Linked DNA regions of Mus musculus: regions 1, 3, 4 and 5 are each linked to region 2. Evidence: chromatin contacts called from public HiChIP or PLAC-seq, Micro-C and promoter capture Hi-C data. All regions are on one chromosome and are shown on one strand. The core of a region is the stretch at or near the end of the contact, and the rest is flanking DNA. Distances in the headings are between cores, read along the strand shown. Region 1 holds the start of Ano10 (anoctamin 10). Region 2 holds the start of Tmem42 (transmembrane protein 42). Region 3 holds the start of Lztfl1 (leucine zipper transcription factor-like 1). Region 4 holds the start of Fyco1 (FYVE and coiled-coil domain containing 1). Region 5 holds the start of Slc6a20a (solute carrier family 6 (neurotransmitter transporter), member 20A).

The links. Promoter capture Hi-C pulls out the DNA fragments that hold promoters and counts their contacts. A called contact is a pair of places that touch in the nucleus more often than the background predicts. HiChIP or PLAC-seq counts read pairs in DNA pulled down with a chosen protein or histone mark.
Region 1: an HNF4G HiChIP or PLAC-seq map of pancreatic cancer cells shows a contact between it and region 2. The contact joins the promoter of Ano10 here to the promoter of Tmem42 in region 2. A contact is called at or near these places in 1 of 39 promoter capture datasets (liver), 1 of 115 datasets of contacts at active chromatin or transcription factors (pancreatic cancer cells) and 1 of 9 other capture datasets (pancreatic islet).
Region 3: a Micro-C map of embryonic stem cells shows a contact between it and region 2, with 9 times the contacts expected there. The contact joins the promoter of Lztfl1 here to the promoter of Tmem42 in region 2. A contact is called at or near these places in 1 of 39 promoter capture datasets (liver) and 1 of 484 Hi-C or Micro-C datasets (embryonic stem cells).
Region 4: a contact with region 2 is called in a promoter capture Hi-C map of pre-B cells, with 2.8 times the contacts expected there. The contact joins the promoter of Fyco1 here to the promoter of Tmem42 in region 2. A contact is called at or near these places in 4 of 39 promoter capture datasets (cranial neural crest, erythroid cells, hippocampal neurons and 1 more) and 1 of 9 other capture datasets (adipose tissue).
Region 5: a promoter capture Hi-C map of erythroid cells shows a contact between it and region 2, with 9 times the contacts expected there. The contact joins the promoter of Slc6a20a here to the promoter of Tmem42 in region 2.

Annotation. Positions count from the first base shown.
Region 1 is chr9:122,293,019-122,295,718 of GRCm38.p6, forward strand. Ano10 (anoctamin 10) reads right to left here and starts at 1,405. Exons shown (of 13, transcript NM_133979.3): 1 at 1,286-1,405.
Region 2 is chr9:123,020,034-123,022,733 of GRCm38.p6, forward strand. Tmem42 (transmembrane protein 42) reads left to right here and starts at 1,293. Exons shown (of 3, transcript NM_025339.4): 1 at 1,293-1,537; 2 at 2,133-2,279. The coding sequence starts at 1,346.
Region 3 is chr9:123,716,294-123,718,993 of GRCm38.p6, forward strand. It overlaps Lztfl1 (leucine zipper transcription factor-like 1), which reads right to left and starts at 1,332. Exons shown (of 10, transcript NM_033322.3): 1 at 1,233-1,332. The coding sequence starts at 1,235.
Region 4 is chr9:123,850,544-123,853,243 of GRCm38.p6, forward strand. Fyco1 (FYVE and coiled-coil domain containing 1) reads right to left here and starts at 1,356. Exons shown (of 18, transcript NM_001110253.2): 1 at 1,238-1,356. It overlaps Xcr1 (chemokine (C motif) receptor 1), which reads right to left. Exons shown (of 2, transcript NM_011798.4): 2 at 1,772-2,700. It overlaps Gm51700 (a long non-coding RNA gene), which reads left to right. Exons shown (of 2, transcript XR_003948283.1): 1 at 1-458; 2 at 688-1,420.
Region 5 is chr9:123,677,398-123,680,097 of GRCm38.p6, forward strand. Slc6a20a (solute carrier family 6 (neurotransmitter transporter), member 20A) reads right to left here and starts at 1,435. Exons shown (of 11, transcript NM_139142.2): 1 at 1,289-1,435. The coding sequence starts at 1,409.

The DNA.
Region 1 (2,700 bases), core at 155-2,654, 730 kb before region 2:
GTTCTGAGCATTCCTACAGGGCATTTATATTCTCAACTTTATCCTCTTTTCTGTGTTCCAACCTTTCTAGTTTTCCTCTTTACACACTCATACACACACGCACACGCAACCACACTACAGTCTATCCAAATGCACACTCGTTACAGTTTACCAGGCCTTGTCTATGCCTGTCTGATATTCTGCATCTCTCATTTCTCATCAAGAGGACCTAAATTTGGACTCCAGCACGCAGTAGAGTGCTTCTGTAATCCCAACTCCAGGTGATATGGGAGACAGAGACAGTAAAACCCTAAGAAGCCATAGGGCTGAATGGCCTGGAACAGGCAGCACAGCAGCAAAAATGAAAAGACACAAAGACATCCTATCTCAAACACGGTGGGAGGCAAGGGCCCACACCTGTGTCCTCTGTCCTGTACAAGCCTGTGTGTATCCGTTTGCCTGCACTCACAATAACACGAACGCACAGACAAAAATTTTTAAAAACCAAAAACCAAACCAAAGCAAACCAAAACAAAAAAACCCCAGAAAACAAAACTATATGCCTAGTAAAGTCACAGCCTCTTTGTCTGTGTGAGTGCCCTCGGACGTTCATGCCAGGTAAACAGCAAGCATCTCCCTCCCAGTTTACCCTGGTTAAGGGATGCACGGTTGCATTTAAAATTGTTTAAAGACAGAAAGAGTCCTTAGAAATATCTAGTCCTCTAAGGTTACTGTGACTTTAAATGGAAACCAGGCCACTCACAGTGCACCTGAAACTTTTAAAACTGCCGGGATTCGATTACAACATCAGGGTTTAAGGGATTGCGATTCAACTGTGGAGTGGGAACAAACTTGAAGAGACTTCAGTCAGACCGTCTACGCACCGCCTCAGCTATGGGAAAGAACAAACAGGGTTTCGGGTAGGGACAGGGCTCTGCACCCTTCACTGGAGTCATGCGACACCTATCACGGAAAGCGCACAATGGGCCCGGTCAGAAACCTCAGACCGGATCTGTTCACAACCCTAGAGAGACCGCGAGGTGTGACACAATCAAGGCTACCGGGCACCTTCCCCGAAGTGTCAATCAGAGCAGCCCGACACCCCGGGATCCCATGGTCAGTCAGAGACGGCCCTGCTCCAGGCCTGACGCAAATCCAGAGCCGGCCGACATCCCCCTGCCTCCGCCGGCTTTCACACCCTTGCGGATCTCCAGCCCTGACCAGTGCTTCCGTGGCTCTTTCCCTGTCGCGGGGGGGGAGCATCCCCAGCGGGCCCACCACACGGACTGCGCCCCTCCCCACTCACCGGCCGCCCACGCGGCGTCCTCGGGGACCGCGGGAGCGGGGAGAACCAGGCCCGCGGCGCTAAGGCGGACTGGATACACGACCGGGGCGTGGCGCCTTGGCCGACAGGAGGCGTCAACGACCGGGAGGGGCGGGGCCTTCCGGCTGTCACTCGGCGTGGGGGGCGGGATCACCGTGAAAGGGGCGGTGCCTTAACAGTTGTAAGTCCCGAGGAAGGGGGGCGGAGGTGTCAGAGTGAAGCTTCACTGGCTGACCCTCGGGAGAGGGGTGGGGCCGCGACGGAAGGGGCGGGGCCATGAAGGTTCTCATTTTGGTGGGATGTGGTGGTGCTGCATGGGCGTGGCCTCATCAGCTGTCGTTGTAGAGAGACATGTTAAAGGCGGGGCTGTGGCGAGTGGGGTGGGGCTTGGGTTGCTGTCACTCACGGCAGAAAGGGAGCCTCATCCGGAGGGGTGGGGCCTCGCTAGCGGTCCTCGTGGTGGTATGGGTGCGGGCTGGGTCTTGGCTTTGCTGGGTAGGGAATGGAAGGGAAAGGATAAGGCTCCTTACGCTTTCCTTTTCTTAATCTCTTAGACCAGAATCCAGACACCTGCCCACCTCTACCCTCTACCGTCTAGCCTCCACCCTCCACACCCTTCCAGTTTTTGCCTTCCTCCAGGGGACAAGGCCTTCACCCCAACCCCTGGGGGTGTTCCGGTTTGGAGGTTGTCCTCCTAGCCCCCTCTCTGCCTTAAGGAGCAATTCTTGGCTGGTTTTCAGCAGAATTCTGAAGCTCTCTTCTCTCTGAAAACCAAGGCAAATCTTTCAGAACTTTAACAATTAGAGTCAATTGACGACTCAGGAGACTTGTGGGTTTCAGTTGGAGAGTTCCAATTTTCTCAGCCCCTGAACTTACATTCATCCTTGCATATAACTTCATTCTTTGGTATCTGATTGGAAATGTTTGAAATTTTTTGAAAAACAATCATTTTAATGGAATATCTATTAAATCCTTTTTGCTCAGATAGTCTTTATACTGGAGATTAAACCCAGGGCCTTGTGCATCCTAGGGAAGAGATTATCCCAGCCCTCTTGGGAGTAATCTTATCACAGCTGAATTAACAAAATTTAGTTAAGCTGTGTTGGTGGCCCACACTTTTGTAGTCTCAGATACTCAGCAGACTGAGGCTGGAAGATCACTTGAACTGAGGAACTAGAGACCAGCCTGAGCAATGTAGTGAATCTCCATCTCAAAGCAAAGTACAAGATGTGAGCCTGAGTCATGGTGCCATGCCACTTAGTTTTTGTGAACCTGACACACCAATAGTTGCCTGAGAGGAAATCACATTAAGGAACAGCCTCCATCAGACTGGCCTTTGAGCTTGTGTGTTGGGGGGGAGGGGGGGTAGGGAGGAGCATTCTCTTGATGATGTGGGA
Region 2 (2,700 bases), core at 43-2,542:
ATCTCTCCAAACCCCAGTAATCCATCCTTTTATTTCATCCACAAAACCACCCGCATGAGAAGCAAGGTAGCATGTAAGAATGTCCATGAAAAAGCTCTTTAACAGGGAATAAAGTGTTTCTTCCAAGCCCCATACATTAAATATTATTTGTATTTTATATATCAACAAAACAAGTTTTGCTGTGTAGCCCTGGCTATGTAGAGCTATTTAGAGCAGGCTGTTCTCGGACTCACAGAGATCCACTTGCCTCTGCTTCCTCATGTGTACCAACCACCACACTTAGCTCACGTTATACACTTCTACAGCTCTCCTTTAAGGAAATGTATCCCTAACATATATCCATACACACTGCCATTGACTGAATTCAGGATTTTTCATGTATTATGGAAGCACTGAGCTATAACCCCAACTCTCCTTTATTACAAAAACAAAAACTTTTTGAGAGTCTCAAAAAGTCCTTGGCTTGCTTAGTACCTCTCTGTTGGTCAGGCTGGCCTCAAACTCAGTAATTCTACCTCAGCTTCAGAAGTGCTAGGATTACGGGTGTGTGCCACCATGCCTGGCTGCCAGCCCTCTCAAGTGAGACAATGTCTCCCTAAGTTGCTCAGGATGACCATTAACTGCCTCAGCATCCTAAGCATCTGGAATTACCGACAGTAGATGACATTTTACGGTTTGTTTGGGTTTTTTTTTTTTTTGGTTGTTTTTTCAATTTTTTTGTCGTTCTCAATTACTTTACACGAACTTAGAAGTGACTGTGCTTCTGATGGTCCAGGCAGAACAAACGTTTTCCCAAACAACGTTCTGTCTCAAGCGGCCGGTCTCCAGATCCATCATCTCCTGCGTCCACGAGGGAGCAGAGGTGCTTTGAAGGTGCAGCTTGGCTTCAGGATTAGCATGTTAGGTGCGCATCCATGTAAAGTGGCAGACCTCCCCGTCTTCTCAGAAGCAGGTTCCCCTTGACTGCAGGGCTCTTTCAGAAACAAGGTTACTTCCGCCGCAGGTTCTCCTCGGAGATAAACTCCCCTCCTCCCCAAGTTCACGTCAGCAGATTCCTCTCTCACAGTAGGTACCTCTCGGTAGCACGCTTCCTTCAGTGGCGCACGGTCCTCGCTACCGGATTCCCATCCCCCAGGTTCGCCGGAGCCGCAGGCTCTCCTTAGTCGCGGGTTTGCACACGCTGCAGGGTATGGGCTCCAGATTCCTTTCATTTGTAGGCTCGGCTCGGCTCGGCTCCGGACTCCACTGCAGCAGATTCGCCTCACTCGCCTGGCTCCGCCCTAGCCGGGCTCACGGCGGGTGGCGGCGTGCGTGGCAGTCGGCCGTGGCGGGCGCAGCGGGCCTCATGGCGGCCGGTCCGCAGTCCTCGGGTGCCGCCGTGTCTGCGGCCGCTTACCCTGACTCACCCGTGGAGTTACCCGCTCGCCTACAGAAAGGCGCGATGCGGCGCCGCTTCTGGGGCGTGTTCAACTGTCTGTGCGCCGGGGCGTTCGGGGCTCTGGCCGCCGCCGCCGCCAAGCTGGCCTTCGGGAGCCAGGTGCAGCCCGGGGCGCCACGCGGGGGCGGGGCGGGGGGAGGGCGGGGCGGGGGGAGGGCGGGGCGGGGGGAGGGCGGGGCGGGGGAGGGCGGGGCGGGGCGGGGAGGAGGGCGGCTTAACCTGGGTTCCCGCCTGCGCCCATGTTGGACCACCTGGTTTTAGGCACTGCCTCCTGGGGGAGGACCTCGAAGCCCACCTCTCAGTTTAAGTCCCCTTGCCATAGCTTTTTTAGCACGTGACACCTAAGGTGAGATAACCGGTTGCCCATCTCTTCCTGTCCTTGGCAAGAGTTCGGACTGAGCGCCTGCGGAGCTTCTGCATCAGAGAATTCGATCCTGACCTGAACAGGGGACTGCTTGATATAGATTTCTGGCGACTTACAGTCCTTTTGTAAAGTCATATCTTTCCAGAAGGCTACTCAGCTACAAGAAATTTGAGGTCTTCGTGGAAGATAACCCTGCCCCCTGTCTGCAGGCAAATTCCTCTGCCTATCAGTCAGGGTCCGCATATGCTTTGTATGAGACGTGTAAACATCTCCCAGTCTTTCAAGGTTATGCCCATGGTGGTTGTAGCTCAGTGACACTTTCTCCTGCAGGTCAATATTGGCTTATGTGTCTTAGGCATCGTTGCCATGGCAAGCGCCAATTCTCTGATGTGGACCTTCTTTAGCCGGGGCCTCAGTTTCTCTATGTCTTCAGCCATTGCATCTGTCACAGTGACTTTCTCGAACATACTTTGCTCGGTGAGTAGCCTGGTGACCTTGTTCTTAGGGTTCTTGGTGAGTTAGTTGTCCTTGGGAAACCCCTGATTTTCCAGGCTCTAGAAAGGACAGGGAGTAAAACAAAAGTTGGGCTGTCTCCAGGCAAGGAACAGTTAAACATGGAAAACTTAGGAGTGAAACCTATGTCACTCTGGGATAACACCAGCTATCTCAATCAAGAACTCTAACATTAGCTATGGGGTCTAGGGGGTCTGGTCAAGGGAACCCAGTCTTGAATTGGAAGACAGCTTAACTTGGGTTTATGATTACTGGGTACTAGCTATGTCCGTACTGGCCCTACCTGCTAGCCTGCTGAGCCTCAGTGCTCAGCTGGGGTGGTAACCTCTTACGTCCACAGAGGAGACAGAAATACGTGGATTGATCATGAAGGTGGTTGCTGGAT
Region 3 (2,700 bases), core at 82-2,581, 700 kb after region 2:
GAGGCAGAGGCATAGATAGGCAAAGGCAAGTGAATCTGAGTTCAAGGTCAGGCTGGACTACAGAGAGGATTCCAATATAGACAGGACTAAACAGAGAAACCCTGTCTTGAAACAGCAACAACAAAAACTGTCTTCTAGACATGACAGAACTGCTGGCCTAGAAACTCACAACTGTGGTCACCTGCACAAAGGTGCCAATCAACAATCCAGCACAGAGACGGGGAGGGGTTTATGAGATCGCACTTCTAGCTGAGCAGTTACTGACGGCTGAAGATTTATGAAGGGCAGAGAGACAGTTTCTTTTAAGAGTGTGGCCCAAGGAAGGTGATGGTCCCACACACATGAGTATATGTGCAGCATAAATTGGACTAGGTAGGCTTAAAAAAAACAGGACAGGAAGTAAACAATAATTCTGGAAGATGCTAGGGGATTTAAAATACATTGTATGAATGTATAAAATCTTTAAAGGATAATTTTTTTTAAAAAAGAGTGAGCTTATTGCTTAAAGTGTTTATTTTATGTGCATTGTTTGACAAATCATCTACACCCGGTTTCCAAGTGTTATCACAATGACATAAAAGAGTAAGAACACAAACAAGTACTAACTTTTTTGTGAAGCCACTAGCGTAATTTTTTTTTTTTTTTCGTTTTTGACATCAGAAGCAGGACCAGTTCCTAGCTCAGGATGGTTTAAGAAATGGTCTGTTTTGTTTAGATGTATACAAAGTGACACTTACTAGGAATTGATTGCTGGGATATGTCAGCAACCCACTTGAGCTTCACTTTCAATAACTTCTCTATGCCCAGCTATTTAAATTAATTGTACGATGAAAGGTTGGATGGACTGGCGTTTTCGCTTCAGTTTTATCTGTCTCAAAGTAAGCCCGAACTCTAATACCCAAATGGTCGTCAGACGTCCAAACAAAGAAAACAGCACCGATAATTAGTCAGTTGTAAAATCAGGTGCTTCAGAAAATTAGATTCAACCAAGTTCACACAGAAAGTTGGAACCAGCCCGTCATTCTTCACCCTGGCAAATGTGTGCGGCTGTGTCGGCCAGGGCTTCCCAGACCACAGCCAAGGACGAGGCGACAAGGCCGGAGGAAGGCTTCAGCAAGAAGCTGTCCCCGCGGCTCGGCCGACGTGACTCCCTCCCCGGCGAGGCCCCGCTCGCTCGCTCGCTCGCTCGCCCTCCGCACCCCGGCTGGGCCTCTCCCGACCAGGACACTCACCATGGTGGCGGCGGATCCGACAGGAAACAGGGAGGCCGGCACCGGGGCCTGAGGAACGGAGGTTGTTTAGAAGCCGCGCGTTGCCAATGGGAACGGAGACACGTGGGCCCTCGCTTGCACGCTATCATTGGCTCTCAGTGTCACGTGACGGATGATGTTGCGTAACTGGCTAATTTCCGCGGGTACATTGGCTTTGAGATCCGGAAGTCCCACCTTTTCTTGCCACGCTAACCTGGGGCGGTGCCTGCCGTTGCCAATGGCAACAGAGAAATTTCCGGTCGGGGGTGGGGGGGGGGAGCTGAGCAGCGCCTTAGGTGCCAGCGTGTTTGCCTACAATCAGGACAGAAGTTGGGCTTTGGCACCGGGATCCAGAGCTGGTGGTTCCAGACCTCTGAGAAGAACAGGCTGAGTGAACAGGGCTTCAGCGTGACTGCATCCGGCTATCAAGCTCATGCTGGCCCTGGTGCACGCCCTTCCTCCATCTGCATTGTTTTATAACGCTGGCAGAAGAGAATAACTTTACCTTTTTGGAAAAAAAATGTGCAAAAACATAGGTTTATATAGAGTAGTGAATTAGAGAGACAAACACTAGATTCGCCAGGAGAAGGTTGTGGAATAACGTCCTGATCTCCCTGGCGGAAGTTTTCACTTATGAAGTCTAACTTGAGTCATTAGAATCTTCAAGTTTTGGGATAGGTAAAGATCCTTTCCAAATCTGTTGGTGATCTTTTTGTCTTATTGACGGTGTCTTTTGCCTTGCAGAAGCTTTGCAATTTTATGAGGTCCTATTTATTGATTCTCGATCTTACAGCGCAAGCCACTGCTGTTCTATTCAGGAATTTTTCCCCTGTACCCATATCTTCGAGGCTTTTCCCTACTTTCTCCTCTATAAGTTTCACTGTCTCTGGTTTTATGTGAAGTTCCTTGATCCACTTAGATTTGACCTTAGTACAAGGAGATAGGAATGGATCAATTCGCAATCTTCTACATGATAACAGCCAGTTGTGCCAGCACCATTTGTTGAAAAATGCTGTCTTTTTTCCACTGGATGGTTTTAGCTCCCTTGTCAAAGATCAAGTGACCATAGGTGTGTGGGTTCATCTCTGGGTCTTCAATTCTGTTCCATTGGTCTACTTGTCTGTCGCTATACCAGTACCATGCAGTTTTTATCACAATTGCTCTGTAGTACAGCTTTAGGTCGGGCATAGCAAACACAGAAGTGGATGCTCACAGTCAGCTATTGAATGGACCACAGGGCCCCCAATGGAGGAACTAGAGAAAGCACCCAAGGAACTAAAGGGAACTGCAACCCTATAGGTGGAACAACAATATGAACTAACCAGTACCCCGGAGCTCTTGTCTCTAGCTGCATATGTAGCAGAAGATGGCCTAGTCGGCCATCACTGCAAAGAGAGGCCCATTGGACTTGCAAACTTTATATGCCCCAGTACAGGGGAACGCCAGGGCC
Region 4 (2,700 bases), core at 106-2,605, 830 kb after region 2:
AAAATAAAGTAAAATATTAAGAACACACACACACACACACACACACACACACACACACGGTACTGCAGGACTCTGTATACGTTATCTATTTTCTTAATAAAATAAACAATTTTCAAGAAGTGATACACAAATATGAACATTAAACAAACAGATAAATTCTGTCTCCTAAAGCTATAGTTTTTTTTGTTTTTGTTTTTGTTTTTTTCAGATCCTTTTAGGTAAAGGAGGCTGACAGTCAGCCCTGGGCTGATTTCCAGGATAACAATCCTGGCCCATAATCAGTATTCTGCATTTCAACACAGCAGAACTGGTTGTCATAGACCGAGAGTGTCGGGGCAGCCAGGAGGTTGCAAAACTAAAAGTAGAAACCCACAGCTCCCTTCCCCCAACCCAGCAACAGCAGCAAGCAGATGGCAGAGGAATTAACCTGCTTCAGACCACCATTGCTGAGAGAGGCTGTAAGTAGATTAAGTCCTGAGCCTCTGCCCCATTTCTGTCTGGAAAGGAAACCACCTGTGTTAAGTCAAACAATCATAGGGACAGAAAGAAACAAGTGCTGTTTTTTCTGCAGGAGACAGCCCAGCCGTGGGAACTTTGCAGAGTGACACAGAGAATCATAGCATTAATAGGAAGCTACTTGACTTGGCTTAAGTGTCAACTACATGTTCTCTTCTTTTATGCAAATAGGATGTCGCTCCGCCCTGCCCCCCATCCGCAGCCCAAGCCTGGGTGCCAACAGGACAAGCTACCACACCAGATACATTCAGTCGTCCTACAGGTGTTTCCAGAAACTTGACCGCAGAGCCCCCTTGAACTATCTGAGCATAAGGGCAGCGGGTCAGGTCAGCGAAGATACAAAAGGAACAAACTGTGTCTCCTGGACCGAAGGGGCGTCAGGAGTCCTGCAGAGAGGAGGGTTTGGCTTTCTGGGGATCAAGTCCCAGTGCCCGCGAGAACTTCGGGGTTTGGCTGCTGTGCCAGGGGTTCGGGGAGAGCTGCCGAAGCTCCGCCTCACAGGGCGGCCCCCTTCTGCCGGCTCCGATCTTGGAACAGTGTTGAGGGTCTTTCTACGACCCCGCAGACAGCCTGCGTATTGGAGCTAACCTCTCTGGAGAGAGGGTTCTCCCGAGGCGCCCTGTGTGGGAGGGGACGACCCACGCCCCCACGAAGCTTCCGCGCCGACGTCCAGAAAGGCCCCAGTGTCCCCGATGCCTGTCCGGGCGCCTGCGGCACTTACACGCTCGTGGGTCCTCCGCTGGGCAGAAACGAAACTTTCTAGGGCCGAGCGGAAGAGTAGGCGAGCACAGAGCCGACTGCCATGAAGCGCCCAGTAGCCCCAGAGCGCGCGCGGACTACAACTCCCGGCATGCCTCACGGATGGCCTACAACTCCCGGCATGCTTCACGGATGGCCTACAACTCCCGGCATGCTTCACGGATGGCCTACAACTCCCGGCATGCTTCACGGATGGCCTACAACTCCCGGCATGCTTCACGGATGGCCTACAACTCCCATCGGGTGCAACTGGACGGTGGACGCTAACTACGACTCCCGGCATGTCTCACGGCAGACGTCACTTCCTGAAACTCGAACAAGCTTCGGATACCCGGAAGTCGTGTGTAGAATCCTGAACGAGTGCTGTTTACTGTTGTTAAGCTCATGCATTGTGACCGATTGGCTTTGAACTGTGCATGAGCTGTAAATATAAAATAATGTGCCCGATTCCGAAACCCCCCAAACAATCTGAGAATAATCTCATTAGTATTTTTGTACTATTACGTTTTATTTATGAAGCTAAAAAAAAATGAACTTAGTATGTACTGCTGGACCTAAGTTCTCAGTTTTTGTTTCCCCCTCATTAACAGACACTTAAAAAACAGTGTTTGAAAATATGTGCTAAAGAACTACCATGCTTAGCTTCCTCAGTCCCGTGTTTGCTTGTTGCTGAGTTGCAAAGCACCCTGAAGCCTGGTGCAATAGAACACTGCATTCCAAGTCCAGTATGGATGAACATGCTAAAGACAGGGGACAGTACATAGGAATGTCAGCCCATGATTAGGTTCGCTTCTTAGCTCTGGCTGGCTCCTCACACTGCCTTATTTTCATCATGTTAGCTAGAAATGCTTGTGTACCTTACAGGACTTAGCTAATAGTGGCATCTGCCAGACTTCAGCATTCCAGGTTCTCAGGATAAATTCATACAGGAAGGAAAAGAAATCTTTTAAGTTAATTTCATATTTTATACTGGAGGTATATGAGACAACATATTAACTTGATGGAGTTGTCAGTTTGTGGATGAGGATAAAAAAAACCTCACGAAGAGAAATGATTCCCCTTTCTGTTAACAAAGGAAAACAAAAAAAAGGGAAGAAGTGGGAGGAAATGACATCAGAAATAAAGATTTATCAATAGAGTGAACTAAGAAAAACTTGCTCTGACTACAGCCTGAACAGCTTTGGGATGTTAAGATTGAGAGTGTGAGGCATGTGGAAGACAACCTTGTGAAGGAATATGTGGGGTGGAGAGCACTGTGCCACAGAGTCCTGATCTGCTGTACATGGTGTCAGATCTAAGATGGCTCCCGGGACACCAGTGAGACAGCAAAAAGGAACTAAGGTCAAGACAGTGGCTGCTTCTGAGTCTTCACAAAAGTCCCTACAGGTGACAATGCTCGCCACACCCCTTCTCTCTGAGTTACCT
Region 5 (2,700 bases), core at 185-2,684, 660 kb after region 2:
TTTTGATCTGGCTGGAGTGACAGGAGGAGGGAGGGTTAGATTTTCTTAAACAAGTTAAATTCTGTAATACATTAATATTTTTTACTGTCCTGATATCGAGAACTAATGTGCTGATTAGCTTTCTCTCCACCCATACACAAACACATGCTATTAGATCTCTCCTCCCATGTATACACAAACATGCTGTTAGGTAAATAAGAGCCACCCAGAAAACTATTGATAACACTTGAAATTTTTTTTTCATTTTCCTTTTCTCTGAATGGTTTTAAGCACAAGTGCTTAAAAATGTTTTACAGTTTTGAATATGACTTCACCTGCCTCCACTTATCACATGATAACACTATTAAGATAAAATTCTATTAAAACTTTACCTTTATGGCTGCCAAGGATGTTCCACAACTTACTGAACCAATATTTTTTTTTTTTCTGAATGGCTTAGCAAGTTTCTCACATTTTGATCTTATTAAAGGCGGTAGCCATGCTATTTTCTGTCTCTGTTCATATGCTGCGTTTTCCTTTAGATGAGGTTTTAGAAAATGGAATTGAAGAGGGAGGTTTTTATGCTGAGACTTACTTCCTTCATGCCATACTGACCCCAGAACGGTACTTGGACTTCGGAAAGTCCCAGTCCCAGAGTTCTCAGCTCTTTTCCCTGCTTTAGCGGGTGCAGGGTGAGGTGTCTGTCCCACCCTTAACCCCCAGTTTCTCCCCTAGGTCAGAGGAAACATTTATAAAAACAAAACAGCAGAACCAAGAAACTAATTCTCCGGGCACGGAATTATTTGTTTTTCCCTCCTGTGATTCCAAGCCCAAACTAAGTCTTCACATCTACAAACCGATCCTTTTTATTAAGAAAAAGTAAAAGAAATCGCTCACGATCCGTTTGACTGGTGTTTCAACTTGCGGTCGGGAACTTAAATTTCGGAACTGCAAGTTGCACGACAAGTTCCTGATAAACAATTTAGTGTCCTCTTTCACACCTCTGTAGACGGCACCGCACCTTTCCTCCCGGGACAGCAGGTTCCCCGCCGGCGCCGCCCTGCACCTGCTGGAGCCACAGTTCGGACTCGGGACCGCGAGGGTCAATTTCTTAGGGCGACAGTCCCCGCGCCGCGGCGTTCTCGGTTACAGGGGCCACCCGCCCTTGAACTTGAAGCGCGTGGGACCGAACACTTGGCCGAGCTGGGGTGTTCGGGACAGAACGCCACCCCGAGCGGAGGCTCGCGGGCCGGAATGCCACCGCCGCTCGGCGTCCAGGCACCCGGCGGTCCCGCCTGTGCGCACTCACCTCCGCCGTACATCTGGCACAGGTAAGGGAAGCGCCACACGTTGCCCAAACCCACGGCGTAGGAGATGCAGGCGAACACGAACTGCAGCGGATGGCCCCACTGAGGCCGTGCCTTCTCCATGTCCCGAGCTCGCTGCTCCCCGTCAGGGCCTGGTCTCTGGCCGCCGCCGCTCGCCCGCCTTTTAATTGCTAATCTCATTAACGCGCGCGCGGGGCGAGGCCGGTGAGTGGGGAACGGTGAGCCCCACCCTAGCCTCGGCGGGCGGGGAAGGCGCCCCTCCTTGGCCCTGCGTGTGGACTTCAGAGCTCGGGGAAAGGATCATGTTTCCTCAACTTCTTACTGATTAATCGATGACAATACTATATGCCTGGCACTGCTGTGCTGCGGGAAGACACAGCAACCCCACCCCTCCAGGGCTCACATTCAGGTGGCGGGAACATTTAAATACCACGGAGTGACTCGTTCTTAACTTCTTTTGACCCACTGGGGTAATTTCCTTTAATTAATACCACCCAGTTCACCTAAGTCGGTGATGCAGGGGCAATTTAGGTAAAGCAGAGAGAGAGACAAGTCCTAGAGACAGACAGGGATCCAGGACTTCCCAGAGGAGAGATGACTTTTGCACAGAGAGGGTGGGTGTGGAGATTCAGAGGCAGATCACTCTCCTAGCACTTCTGAGACCCTGAGTTTGATCCTAGCACACATGGGAGACTTAAGGGTCTCCAACTACCGGCCCTTGCCTGCACCTGTAGTGTGGGCAGAATCAGGTTTTGAACAGCTGCCTTGAGGCCAATGGGAGTCAGAGATTCTCTTCCCTGGGCCAGGTGGAAACCCAAGAATTCTCATGTTTTTGCCAGTCCAACAAGAAGATATAAATGAACCTAACTCAGTAAAGTTTGGTACAGTGATGCAGGATCTGTTGTTTGCGTCTATATTCCACCACAGACTAAATTCTGTGACTTGGCAAGCCATTTAACATCTTTGACCTTGTTTCATCTGTAATAGAAAAAAAATCTGCCCCAACCTATCCTAGGACTTTTAACCTTAAAACAGTAAAGAAAGCAAAGTCACAACACAGTGGAAGAAACTCTAGATTCTTAAGCTTTAGTATATATATATATACTAAATATATATATTTCCTGCATCCTCCTATGTCTAGTTCCAGTCTTGTTGGTGGACATTTGTGTTGTCCAGTTTGTGGCTACTATGAATAGAACCAAAGTGAACATTCTAATATGGCAGGTAGATGGACTATTAGGAACTTTGGGACTATGTGCGGCATCAAAAAATATCAGTTCACATTCTCATTAATCCCAGCTGCTCTGCATCTTTACTGTCATTCCACAGACTGTTTTTTGTTTTAACAAAGCAAAACAAAAACAAGCATTTATTGGGACCAGGTGCCATGGCA